Linked DNA regions of Sus scrofa: region 2 is linked to region 1. The links are chromatin contacts, called in public HiChIP or PLAC-seq maps. All regions are on one chromosome and are shown on one strand. The core of a region is the stretch at or near the end of the contact, and the rest is flanking DNA. Distances in the headings are between cores, read along the strand shown.

The links. HiChIP or PLAC-seq counts read pairs in DNA pulled down with a chosen protein or histone mark.
Region 2: a contact with region 1 is called in an H3K27ac HiChIP or PLAC-seq map of skeletal muscle, with 6 times the contacts expected there. The contact joins two enhancer-like sites. A contact is called at or near these places in 1 of 5 promoter capture datasets (fetal skeletal muscle), 7 of 47 Hi-C or Micro-C datasets (embryonic fibroblasts, fetal skeletal muscle, fibroblasts and 2 more) and 1 of 2 datasets of contacts at active chromatin or transcription factors (skeletal muscle).

Annotation. Positions count from the first base shown.
Region 1 is chr6:159,526,139-159,531,590 of Sscrofa11.1, reverse strand. SELRC1 (Sel1 repeat containing 1) reads right to left here. Exons shown (of 4, transcript NM_001243594.1): 3 at 3,759-3,989; 4 at 2,609-3,756. The coding sequence ends at 3,542. Among named protein-coding and RNA genes, the nearest start is that of SELRC1, 17 kb to the right of the region's middle. Within about 2 kb of position 2,395, at least 17 of the 83 cell types and tissues checked have an H3K27ac peak or open chromatin away from gene starts, as enhancers often do. A contact at or near this core is called in skeletal muscle, where this site is marked.
Region 2 is chr6:159,797,002-159,802,591 of Sscrofa11.1, reverse strand. It overlaps PRPF38A (a long non-coding RNA gene), which reads left to right. Exons shown (of 10, transcript XR_002345201.1): 6 at 227-339; 7 at 1,201-1,227; 8 at 1,338-1,435; 9 at 1,907-1,955; 10 at 3,280-3,900. Among named protein-coding and RNA genes, the nearest start is that of PRPF38A, 19 kb to the left of the region's middle. Within about 2 kb of position 3,246, at least 1 of the 83 cell types and tissues checked has an H3K27ac peak or open chromatin away from gene starts, as enhancers often do. A contact at or near this core is called in skeletal muscle, where this site is marked.

The DNA of each region.
Region 1 (5,452 bases), core at 1,146-3,645:
CCAGTCAATAGGAATGGCTCCCCTGTCCACCTCAGTGGCCAAGCTAAAGAAATCTGTGGGTTTTTTAATCTCATGCTTGACTCCACTCTTCTACTCCCACATACGGCTCTTTAATCCATTTTCCACACCACGGTGAGCTCATTTCCAAACGTGATCATTGCATTCTCCTGCTCCGAACCTGTCAGTGACTCCGCATGACCACAAGATAAAACCCAAATCTCTAGACACCCCTGCCTTCCCCTCCCTCTGTGGGACCCCTGCTTCCCTTTCTTTCTCACAGCACCAAGCAATGCACCGTGAGACTTAGAACACTAAGGAGAACACAAACCACTAGTCAATTATGAAACTCCTTCTCCATTAGACCATCCAGCCCAAGCCTGGAATAGAGAAAAAGTACTGGAAAATTGTTACCCACTGGCCAGAAGACAGAGTCATGATACTGCTCACTGTGACCACAGTGTGAAAACCCCTTTTCAAACCTTGCCTCAAAGGTTGCACAAAAGTGAGAAACTCAGCCATTCTGGCTCTAACAATCTATTTCTTCCCATAGCAACCTAGATGTGAAATGGCCTTGGACCTTGCTGTACAGTGTATTGCTATCCTTTGCATTTTAACAGCCTTTGTGAAGCATAACATTTGGAGACTGTTCATGCTCACTCCATCGTTCCCAGCCCCACCTAAGTGTGTGATGCAAGGAGGCTGGCACCACGGGTCCCAGGCAGGAACTGGTCCATAAAAAAATAACCCAGCACATCTGCCACCAAAAATCAAGTTAACCCAATTCTTCAAAATTACAAAATCCATTATTCCACTGAAAAGATGTGATTCTTAAAAAAACAGTTAAACAACAGCGTATTTGGGCTGAAATATGCTGATAGGTGGTAAAAGACAGTGAGGGTTAAGCGTTTCTTCTTCCATGCTCCAAACTGCATCTCATGAGAACATATTACTTTTAGAACCAAAACCGTCAAGTTTTGCATTTTTACAAAAAAAAATTTTTTTTTTTTTTGTCTGTTGTTGTTGTTGCTATTTCTTGGGCCGCTCCCGCGGCATATGGAGGTTCCCAGGCTAGGGGTTGAATCGGAGCTGTAGCCACCGGCCTACGCCAGAGCCACAGCAACACGGGATCTGAGCCGCCTCTGCAACCTACACCACAGCTCACGGCAACGCCCTATCGTTAACCCACTGAGCAAGGGCAGGGACCGAACCCGCAACCTCATGGTTCCTAGTCGGATTCGTTAACCACTGCACCATGACGGGAACTCCCCATTTTTACAAAATTTAATGTTTACAAAAAAAATTTAGTTTTTTAAAATTCTGGTAAAATACACATTAACATAAAATTTATCATCTTCATGTTAAAAATACAGTTTGGGTGTTTCCCTGTGGCTTAGTGGGTAAGGATCCTGTGTTGTCACTGCTCTATGGCTTGGGTTCCTGCTGTGGTGTGGATTCAATCCTGGCCCAGGAACTTCTGCAAGCCATGGATGCAACCAATTAAAAAAAAAAAAAAAAAAGAACCAGTTTAGTAGTGTTAAGAATATTCACATTTTTGTGTAGGTTAATCTCTAGAACTTCATCTTGCAAAATTTAAACACTACACTCATTAACAACTCCCCATTCCTCCCCTCCCCTTGCCATGTGGCAACCACCATCCTACTTTCAGTCTATGAATTAGGTACTTATGACGTTTAAACAACTTACTAAGTGAAATCATATAATATTTGTCTTTTTATCACACTTATTTCACTTAGCGTAATGTCTTCAAGGTTCATCCATTTCTTAGTTTCCTTCCTTTCAAGGCTGAATAACATTCCCTTTTATGTTTGAACATAAACATATGTTTATCTGGTTCATCTGTTCATCCATTTATAAACATTTGGGTTGTTTCCATCTTTCGGCTTTTGCGATTGCTGCTTTGAAGAGGGGTATACAAATGTTTCTTGGAGACCCTGTTACTAATTCTTTTGGATATATACCCTGAAGTGGAATTACTGGACCATATGGTAATCCTGTTTAATTTTTTGAGGAACTGACATATGGTTTTCCACAGTGGCTGCACCATTTTACATTCCCACCAACAATGGGTAAGGCTTCTAATTTCTCTGTATCGTCTCCAATACATGCCTTTTTTTTTTTTTTTCTTTTTGGTAACAGCCATCCTGATGGGTGTGAGGTAATTATCTCATTGTGGTTTTGATTCGCAATGTTGAGGGTTTTTTTATATGCTTGCGGTCTGTCTACACAGTTTATCTTAAACACTATGAAAGTTACTTTACATTTTAAAAATAAACTCACTTCTGAAACTTCTTCTCTGCTCTTAGGAAAGTCTCTCTCTGATTTCGCTCAACTTGAGAAGCTTGCAGGCTGTCCGTACAAGTACCTTCCTCTACACAGCGAGCCTTCCTCCTAGGACAGCTGCAAAACTGAAAGCCCCAAAGTATTAAGTGGTGACAGAAATACCGATCGTGTCATCAGCAGGAAAACAAGCTCGCCCCCTAGTGTACGTAAGGAAGATAACAGAAAAAACAAACATTCTTAAAAGGCACCATGAAGAACATAATATTCACCCAACCCAGAATCTGGAAAGAACACTAATACCATAAACTACTAATCAATCAAAATGGTTTATTTGTAAGAACAAAATGGGCTACAAAGCCCTTGTTTATAAATCCCCAATTGAAGTTACCTTGGGAATAAGCAGTGCCAGATGAGTGGCTTGGGGATGTGAACTTTTAACGTGTGAATGTCTCCACTAAAGGCAGACGTGTTTTATCCTCTTCAGCTACCCTGAAGCATAATGGTCTTTGTATCACATAGAACTCTCAATCTCTGAATCTGGTGAAAGATCTGACTCTAAAGGCAAAAAGGAAGTCCACACCAGTGGTTATATACGTCCGAAGGTGGCAGTCATACTATTTAACTGTTCTTAGTTTCTTAAACCTGCTATTATGTAAAGCAAGATACTTTCTGATTTCTGAAACTCCCTCTGTGGCACTGTGGGTTCAGGATCTGGTGTTGCTGCAGCTATGGTGTAGGTTGCAGCTGTAGCTGCAGCTTGGATTTGATCCTTGACCCAGGAACGTCCACATGCCATGGGTGCAGCTGAAAAAGGAAAAAAAAAAAAGAAACTTTCTGATTTGCAAGCCCTCTAAACTAAAACAATGTTGATGATGATGTCTGACTCCTTCAGGCCCTGTGGCTGCTCATTTTTCCAACGTCCTGCTCTTTGTCTCTCCTTTCCATCCCCACAATCTCTCTGGCTCACTAGTTTGCAGTTGTTTTTCACAGAACTCAAGAGCTTGAGAACCAAGATTCCATAAATGTGGATGTTTTCACAGAAACCACCAGATAAAGGAATCCCAATTGAAATAAATATTTCAGGCTATATCTCAGTAGGTGACACTCTGGGGCAATGTGTCTGTGTAACCAGACCCATTAAGTTCCAAGTCTTTCTGTTCCAGCAGGTAGACCTCCAAAGGCTGCATCAGAAATAGAGGTGCCAGCCTCAAGCTGTCTGTTGCACAGTAGGGTGGCTACACTACCCAAACGTTAAAGGCTGGACACTTTTCTGCTGTTCTTTGTGTAGCTGCCGGGCTCGATTTTTTAGCTCCTCAGCTTTAGCTTCGTCCTTATCAACACCATCCCCTAGCCTGTACATCCGGCTGGCATTGGCACAGGCCCAGACATGGCCCAGGTCACAGGCTTTCATTGAGTATTTACATGCTAGGCCCATGTCCTTGGGAAAGCCAGGGGCCCCTGAAGGAACATGGTACTGAGGTTGAAGCAGCTGGAGGCATAGTTGCCATCACAGGCCCTTGTATAGTAGTCTCTGGCCCTCGGCAGATCAGGCTGGCCATCCTCATTGACCTGTCCATCATGTGCCAGGAGCCCAACGTTGTGACATGCCTCCACAGACTTCTTTCCCGGCTTCTCACATGCCATCAGAAAGCAGCTGGAGGCAGCTTTCAGATCCTGGGTTAGTCCACCTGGGAGGAAGGGAAAAAAGTCAATCCAAGCCCGGGCAGAATCTGAATGTCTCAGGCCAAAGTTAGGAAGCAATGTCCTTCTTTTTTTTTTTGCTTTTTAGGGCCACACCCGCTGCATATGAAAGTTCCCAGGTTAGCAGTCAAATCGGAGCCACAGCTGCCGGCCTACGCCACAGCCACACTAGATCCAAGCCGAGTCTGTGACCTACACCACAGCTCACAGCAATGCCAGATCCTTAACCCACCAAGAGGGGTCAGGGATCAACCTGGCATCCTCATGGATCCTACACTGGGTTTGTTACCACTGAGCCACAATGAGAACTCCAGGAAGCAATTTCTGAATAAAATTTACATACTTTTAAGTTAAGGCAACATGAAAGGAAGATGGCCTGGTATAGTACACAGACCTTTCAGCTTTTTTGGAATCTTTTGTTCAAGTGGTATCTAATAAGGAAGCCTAAATAGGAAAAGAAGGTGAAATAATAATATCTCCCTCTGGAGATAACAACAAAATCATGGAGTCTTATAAGTACCTTGTTAAATGTTTGTTAATTTAAATATATACTGGATTATATTATTTGCCAATTATTATGCCAAGTTCTGAGGAACAAACATACACTGTCCCTGTCCTAGTGAATCTTGTGGTCTAATGAGACAGGCATTAAACAGCCACATGAGTAAATGTATGATTAAGGGTGACAAGCATATGGAGAGTATAGGATGCTGTAAGAATGTATTAGGGCTCTGGGCCTAGAGTAGGAAGTGAGGTCAAGGAAAGCTTCCCCCAAAGAAGTGACGTCTGAGCTAGGATATAATGGGAAAAAAGAAAACATGGAGGGGGAGGGGGGGAGAGAAGGAAAAGAAAAGGCAGCAGGAATAGGCTACAGAGAGAAAAAGAGCCTGTGTGCTTAAACTCAGAAATCAGTAAGGAAGGGAGGCTGGAGGGGCAGGCAGGGGCCCGAGTATGCAGGGTCTGAAGCATCTGTTAAGGACCTTGTACTTGATCCTGGAAGTCCTGGGAACCTGCTAAGGCGTCATCTTAAGCAGAGATGTTGACAGGGCTCACTTTTTATTTTTTCTTTTTTAAAATAGAACACTTCAAACCCCCATTCTCAAAAAGAGAAACATATTAACTATCTCGACATTAGTTTTTAAAGAAGTCACTTCAAATATACCACCTAGAAATAATAACCAACATTATCATGAAGAGAACACCATTCCATCCATCTTTGTAGGATGCGTGCAGATTAAAGGTTGGCCGGCTGAATGGACAGCTGGACAGAAACACAGCTGACCCTTGAACAGTGTGGGAGTTAGGGACGCCCACTCTCCACATAGCCAAAAATCCGAGAATAATTTAAGAGTCAGCCCTCGCTAAATGCGGTTTCTCTGCAGCCACAGATTCAACAGAGGGTGGTGCAGTACTACCGCAGTATTTATCACTGAAAAAACCCATGTGTATG
Region 2 (5,590 bases), core at 1,997-4,496, 270 kb before region 1:
TGTATGCCAGAATAATGGTACCAGCACTTAAACAATAATGGGATTACTGGAAATAATTGTATTTGCTAGTTCATCCTGAGGGTTATCCCTGTATATGTTCAAGTTACTATGTTTTAAAGTCCCTCGGAGTTTGGGACATGATAGGGAGGAGAGTGTAAACTGTATTCCTAGATGACTCGCTCTCAGCCTGTGCTGATCACTGACTGACCCAGTCCATCTCTTCTAGCTGGAGAGAGTGCCATCACCTGATCACCGCCGGAGAAGTTACCGAGACTTGGACAAGCCCCGTCGCTCTCCCACACTACGGTATCGGAGGAGCAGGAGTCGATCTCCCAGAAGGTAAGGCCCTTGTCATTGGCCTCTTCCAGGGAGACTTTAAGCACTGTAGCACAGAAGCTTGGACTTTGTGGAAGGAAAATGCCAGCTTATGGAGAATGTCTGCTGGCCAGTTTATTAGTTGCTGCAAAACCACCACCCACAAAACCTCAGTGCCAGACATTTATTTAATCTTTTTTTTTTTTTTTTTTTTAAAGGCTGCACCCATGGCATATGAAAGTTCCCAGGCTAGGGATTGAATCAGAGCTGCAGCCAACGGCCTATACCATAGCCACAGCAACTCAGGATCCGAGCCGTGTCTGCAACCTACACCACAGCTCACAGCAGTGCCAGATCCTTAACCACTGAGTGGGGCTAGGGATCGAACCCGCGTCCTCATGGATGCTAGTCGGATTCATTAACCACTGAGCCAAAATGAAACTCCCATTTATTTAGTTCACAGGTCTGTGATAAGTGATTTAATCTGGGCTTAGGCAGTTTCTAAGGAGTATGAGTTATGGTCACTCACCTATTTTGCATTCAGCTGTTTTTTGGCTGGTATAGGACGGCCTTAGCTAGGACGACTGGAGCAGTTCATCTCTTCTCTGTGTCACGTTCTAGGCTAGGTTAGGCGTGTGCAGTGGCAGAATACAAGAACAAATAAGCCCAACCATGTGTCTTCCCAGTATCTGCATCTCATGTACATACATCCCACTGACCAAAGCAAGTCATGACCCAGACTTTGAATCTGAGGGTATTAAAAAGTTAGTTACATGACAAAGGACATCTGTAACAGAAATGGGTAAAGAATTAGGGCAGTTTTTTGCAATTTACACTATCCAATGTACCTATTAAGGTTCTTCTTCCTCTTTTCTTCCCACATAGGCGGAGTCGGTCTCCCAAAAGAAGAAGGTAGGCTCTTTAGTGGCCTGTGGTGAGAGATGGGGATTTGGGGAGGGTGGTGGTGTTCTTGTGCTTCTATTGTTAGACAGACATGAGAGTCTGACCAGTAATTTCCACAGCCCCTCCCCTCGCCGCGAAAGGCATCGGAGCAAGAGTCCAAGACGTCACCGTAGCAGGTCTCGTGACAGACGGCACAGATCCCGTTCCAAGTCCCCAGGTATAGCTTTTGGGCCTTTTACTATTTATTGGTTACCTTAGCAAAGAAGCATAATAGGAGCAATTAGCCTCCTGCAATACAGAAGTACTCTACTTTGTTACTGCCTAGAAAAAAAGGAAGTGGACATAGAATGTGAAAATTAGAGTTTACATCGTAACAGTCACAATTGTTGCCAATAGGATGATGAGCTTCAGTTTTTTCATCTGAAATTATATGAATAAAGCCTAACAAGAGTAGTGGTAAATACCCAATGTGATGTTTGTGAAATTCACCATAAAGTCCTGAACGGACACAAAGTAGGATCAGTTCTCCTCTCCACATCACACACACCAGTTAAGAGAGGTGCTCCCAACAAGGTTTCCCTAGCATAGGCCAAAAAGGATATTAATCCAATGAAAGAAATTAGTAGAAATGACAGTGGGGGAACCGGAGGATACAATCTCATTCATCCAACATTCTTTCCTTCCCCAGGTCATCACCGTAGTCACAGACACAGGAGCCACTCAAAGTCTCCCGAAAGGTATGGATTAATCTCTATTCTTTTTTTTTTTTTAATGGCTTGCACCCACGGCACATGGAAATTCCTGAATCCAAGCTGCAGCTGGGGCAATACCAGATTCTCTTACCCACTGTGCTGGACCAGTGAATCAAACCTGAGCCTCTGGAGTTCCTGTTGTGGCTTCAGCGGAAACGAATCCAGCTATTGTCCATGAGGCTGCAGGTTTGATCCCTGGCCTCGCTCAGTGGGTCAGCGATCTGGCGTTGGCATGAATTGTGTTGTGGGTCACAGATGCAGCTCAGATGCCTTGTTCCTGTGGCGTAGGCCGGCAGGTGTAGCTCTGATTCAACCCCTAGCCTGGGAAATTCCATGTGCTGCTAGTGTGGCCCTAAAAAGCAAAAACAAATAAAAACCAAAAAAAAAAAAAAAAAAACCCTGAGCCTCCACAGTGACCCAAGCCACTACAGATAGATTCTCAACTCACTGTGCCACAGCAGAAATTCCAGGATTAACCTCTATTTTGACTCAAGAATTTCACTCTTGGAATTCCCATTGTGGCTCAGTAGATTAAGAACCCGATGTGGTCTCAATGAGGATCCGAGTTCAATCCCTGGCTTTGCTCAGTGGATTAAGGATCCAATGTTGCCACAAGCTGTGGTATAGGTCATAGATGCAGCTTGGGTCCTGTGTTGCTGTGGCTGTGGCTGTGGCACAGGCCTCAGCTAGAGTACCAATTCGACCTCTAGCCTGGGAACTTCCATGTGCCACAGGTGTGACCCTAAAAAGAAAAAAAATATAAAATATATTTATTCAGAAACTAAAGTCTCAATTACAATTAAGTTAGACCTGAAATTCCTTGTATTCTCAGAGATATTTAGGAATTCTTACTAATATCAGGACTAAGTTGGGCTATTGCCCTGAGAATTATTAGAATTATGTATAGATTTTGTGTTTTGTTTTTCCTTATAGGATTGCAGTTTTGAATAAGGGCATAAGCTTTAATTTCAAGAGACCTGGGGTTCAGCCCCAACTTTTCAGTACTTAACAGTTCAGTGACATTGCATAAGTCACTTGCACTTGATAAGCTTTCATTGGAAACCTCTATATGCTCCATACTGTTAGGTGCACTTTTAAACCTCTCAGAGGTCATTTCCTCAGTGGTAAAATTTGGATAGTAATGCCTAACTCAGTGTTGCTCTTACACATTAAAACACCAAGCACTTTTAAAGAACATTGGGTATCATCTCCACCCCCATCAGTGTTAGCAGTTACACCAGTCTTCCTCAAAGGTCTTTGCCCAGCACCTCGAACAGCTGTTAATGATTTGTATGTGTTGCCATTTCAGATCTAAGAAAAGCCACAAGAAGAGCCGGAGAGGGAATGAGTAATGGACTCAGTCTGGTTTTAGTCCAGATGGCCTTCTGTGGAGGAGACAGCATCTGTGTGGGAGAACAAATGAAGATCTATTCCCCAGGCAGCTATGGGAATATTTTAGATTTGTTTTTTAACACCAAGTTTCTTCACTTTTTCTTTTTTTTTTTTAATGAAAGAGGTACTGAGTTTTGTATCTCTTTTTGAATTGTAATCCACATATTTGAGGGATGATGCTTCCCAAAAGCTGCTTTTGACCTCTTTGTATGACCAACCTTGTTTGTACTCAAATTATGAGGGTAGAATGCATTTGGATAGAGGGTACGAATGATGGGGAGGATGTAGCCCCCGGTGACCTTTTGCTATTAAATTTGATATACCCATTTCCTATTTTTCTGTGGTTTAGTTTTGGTTTACTACAGGATTGTAATTCTTCTGAGGATCCTGAGATTTGTGCTACTGCTATTATGGTAAAAACTCAAAGTCAGTAAAATATGTTAGCTCCAGCTTTTATTTCCAGCAGCAGCAAGTAGTAATAAACATGAAATCTGACTGGTTAGCAGCTTTGTAAGAAAAGAATGCATTCAATTGTAAAGCTTCTTCTGAATCATTTAATCCAGTTGCACTGAATATTCAACAAATAGTAACACTTAACACCTTTTATATACTGTTTTTGTACAGTGTTGAATTGAATTCCAGGTTAAGGTACTCAGAGCTTTTATCCTACAAGCATTGCCATTCTCCAAGTCTAGGTAGTAGGGCAACAAGATTGAAAAGTATCTAATGCCACTCAGGGTTTTAACCTGAATTGCTGGACAACAGCACCAATATTCACAAAACCAAAATATACAGTAGGAAGAGACCAGGTTTTAGAAAGGCAGGTAGTGAGAGTTGTGGTAGTAGTGAAATGATGGCATTGTTCAACTTGAAGTTTGATTTGAACTGTGGTGTATCTAGATAAAGCTTAGCCACTGGAAATAAGCACCAAGAGTTGAGCATAGTGACCTAGCTCTGAACTGACAATGTTTAGGTAATTGTGGAAGGTACAGAATGAAATGTGGTTGCCCAGGGAGTGTGTGCATATGTAAGAAAAGCTGATAATAGAATCATAGGCAACACCAACACCAGTGAGGAAGAAGTGTGAATGCCAATTGAAAACTGAAATGAATCATTCCAAGGCAGGGGAATTAGGAGAGACTGGGTTAAGAAGCCAAAGGTGTTAAGGACCCAGAAGTAAAGGAAGGACTGAATAGTGCCCATAGGCATTGATAATCAAGAGGGTGTTGGGATCCTTACCAGAAGAGTTTTGTCTACCTGTACTTACCTTTCCTCCTTTAAAAAGGAAAAAATGATCAAATGACTTTCTGCAGCTCTCTCCTTGGCAAGAATTGCGAAGACCAACTGCCTCACAGGATTTGGTTCTTGGGAAGCCGTATCTGGTCACAGGCTAAACATTCCCTTGCTTGCTGTTCAACTGAAGGATCTTTGTATCAGTATTAAAGCATTTGGGATCATATTTGAGATTCCATGTTCTTCGGTGATTCCTCTCCTAATAATACTTGAGCTAATAAGAGTTGTCCATAAGAGTATTATGCTTCATCATACAATTATATATAGAACTGCCTTTAAAAATTAAATATAAGCACCTCTATCTATATCTGTTACAGAGATTTTTAGCTATTATTTCCTTATCAGAGTGTTCTAAATAGCAAAGTCTTCTGGCTGAATGACCTATGGACCAATCAAGTCATCATCCAGTATATACTGTTAAAATTTTAAAAGTATACTTTATTTTTGAAGTATACAAATTTATAAACTCACCCAAAAATCCCAACAATTTTTAATGCCAGAAATAAACCTTACTGAGCATCAACTATAAAGCAAGTAGAGTGGACACATCAAACCTCTCTCTAGAGGAGATGGAATTTGAAGGACAAACCTTGCTGAAGGATCATTTCTGTTATCTATCTGCTAGCCTACTGGATTTGTGAGGTCTTAGAACTATAGCTTTACACCTTTCTTTGGCCTATATTAAGAGATTCACTTTTGGAGTTCCTGTGGTGGCACAGTGGTGACAACCCAACTAGCATCCATGAGGACATGGGTTCTATCCCCAGCCTCACTCAGTGGGTTAAGGATCCGGCATTGCTGCGAGCTGTGGTGTAGGCTGCAGACACAGCTTGGCTCCCGAGTTGCTGTGGCAAAGGTCAGTGGTTATAGCTCCAGTTTAACTCTTAGCCTGTGAACTTACGCATGCCACACACACACAATAAAAGACACACTTT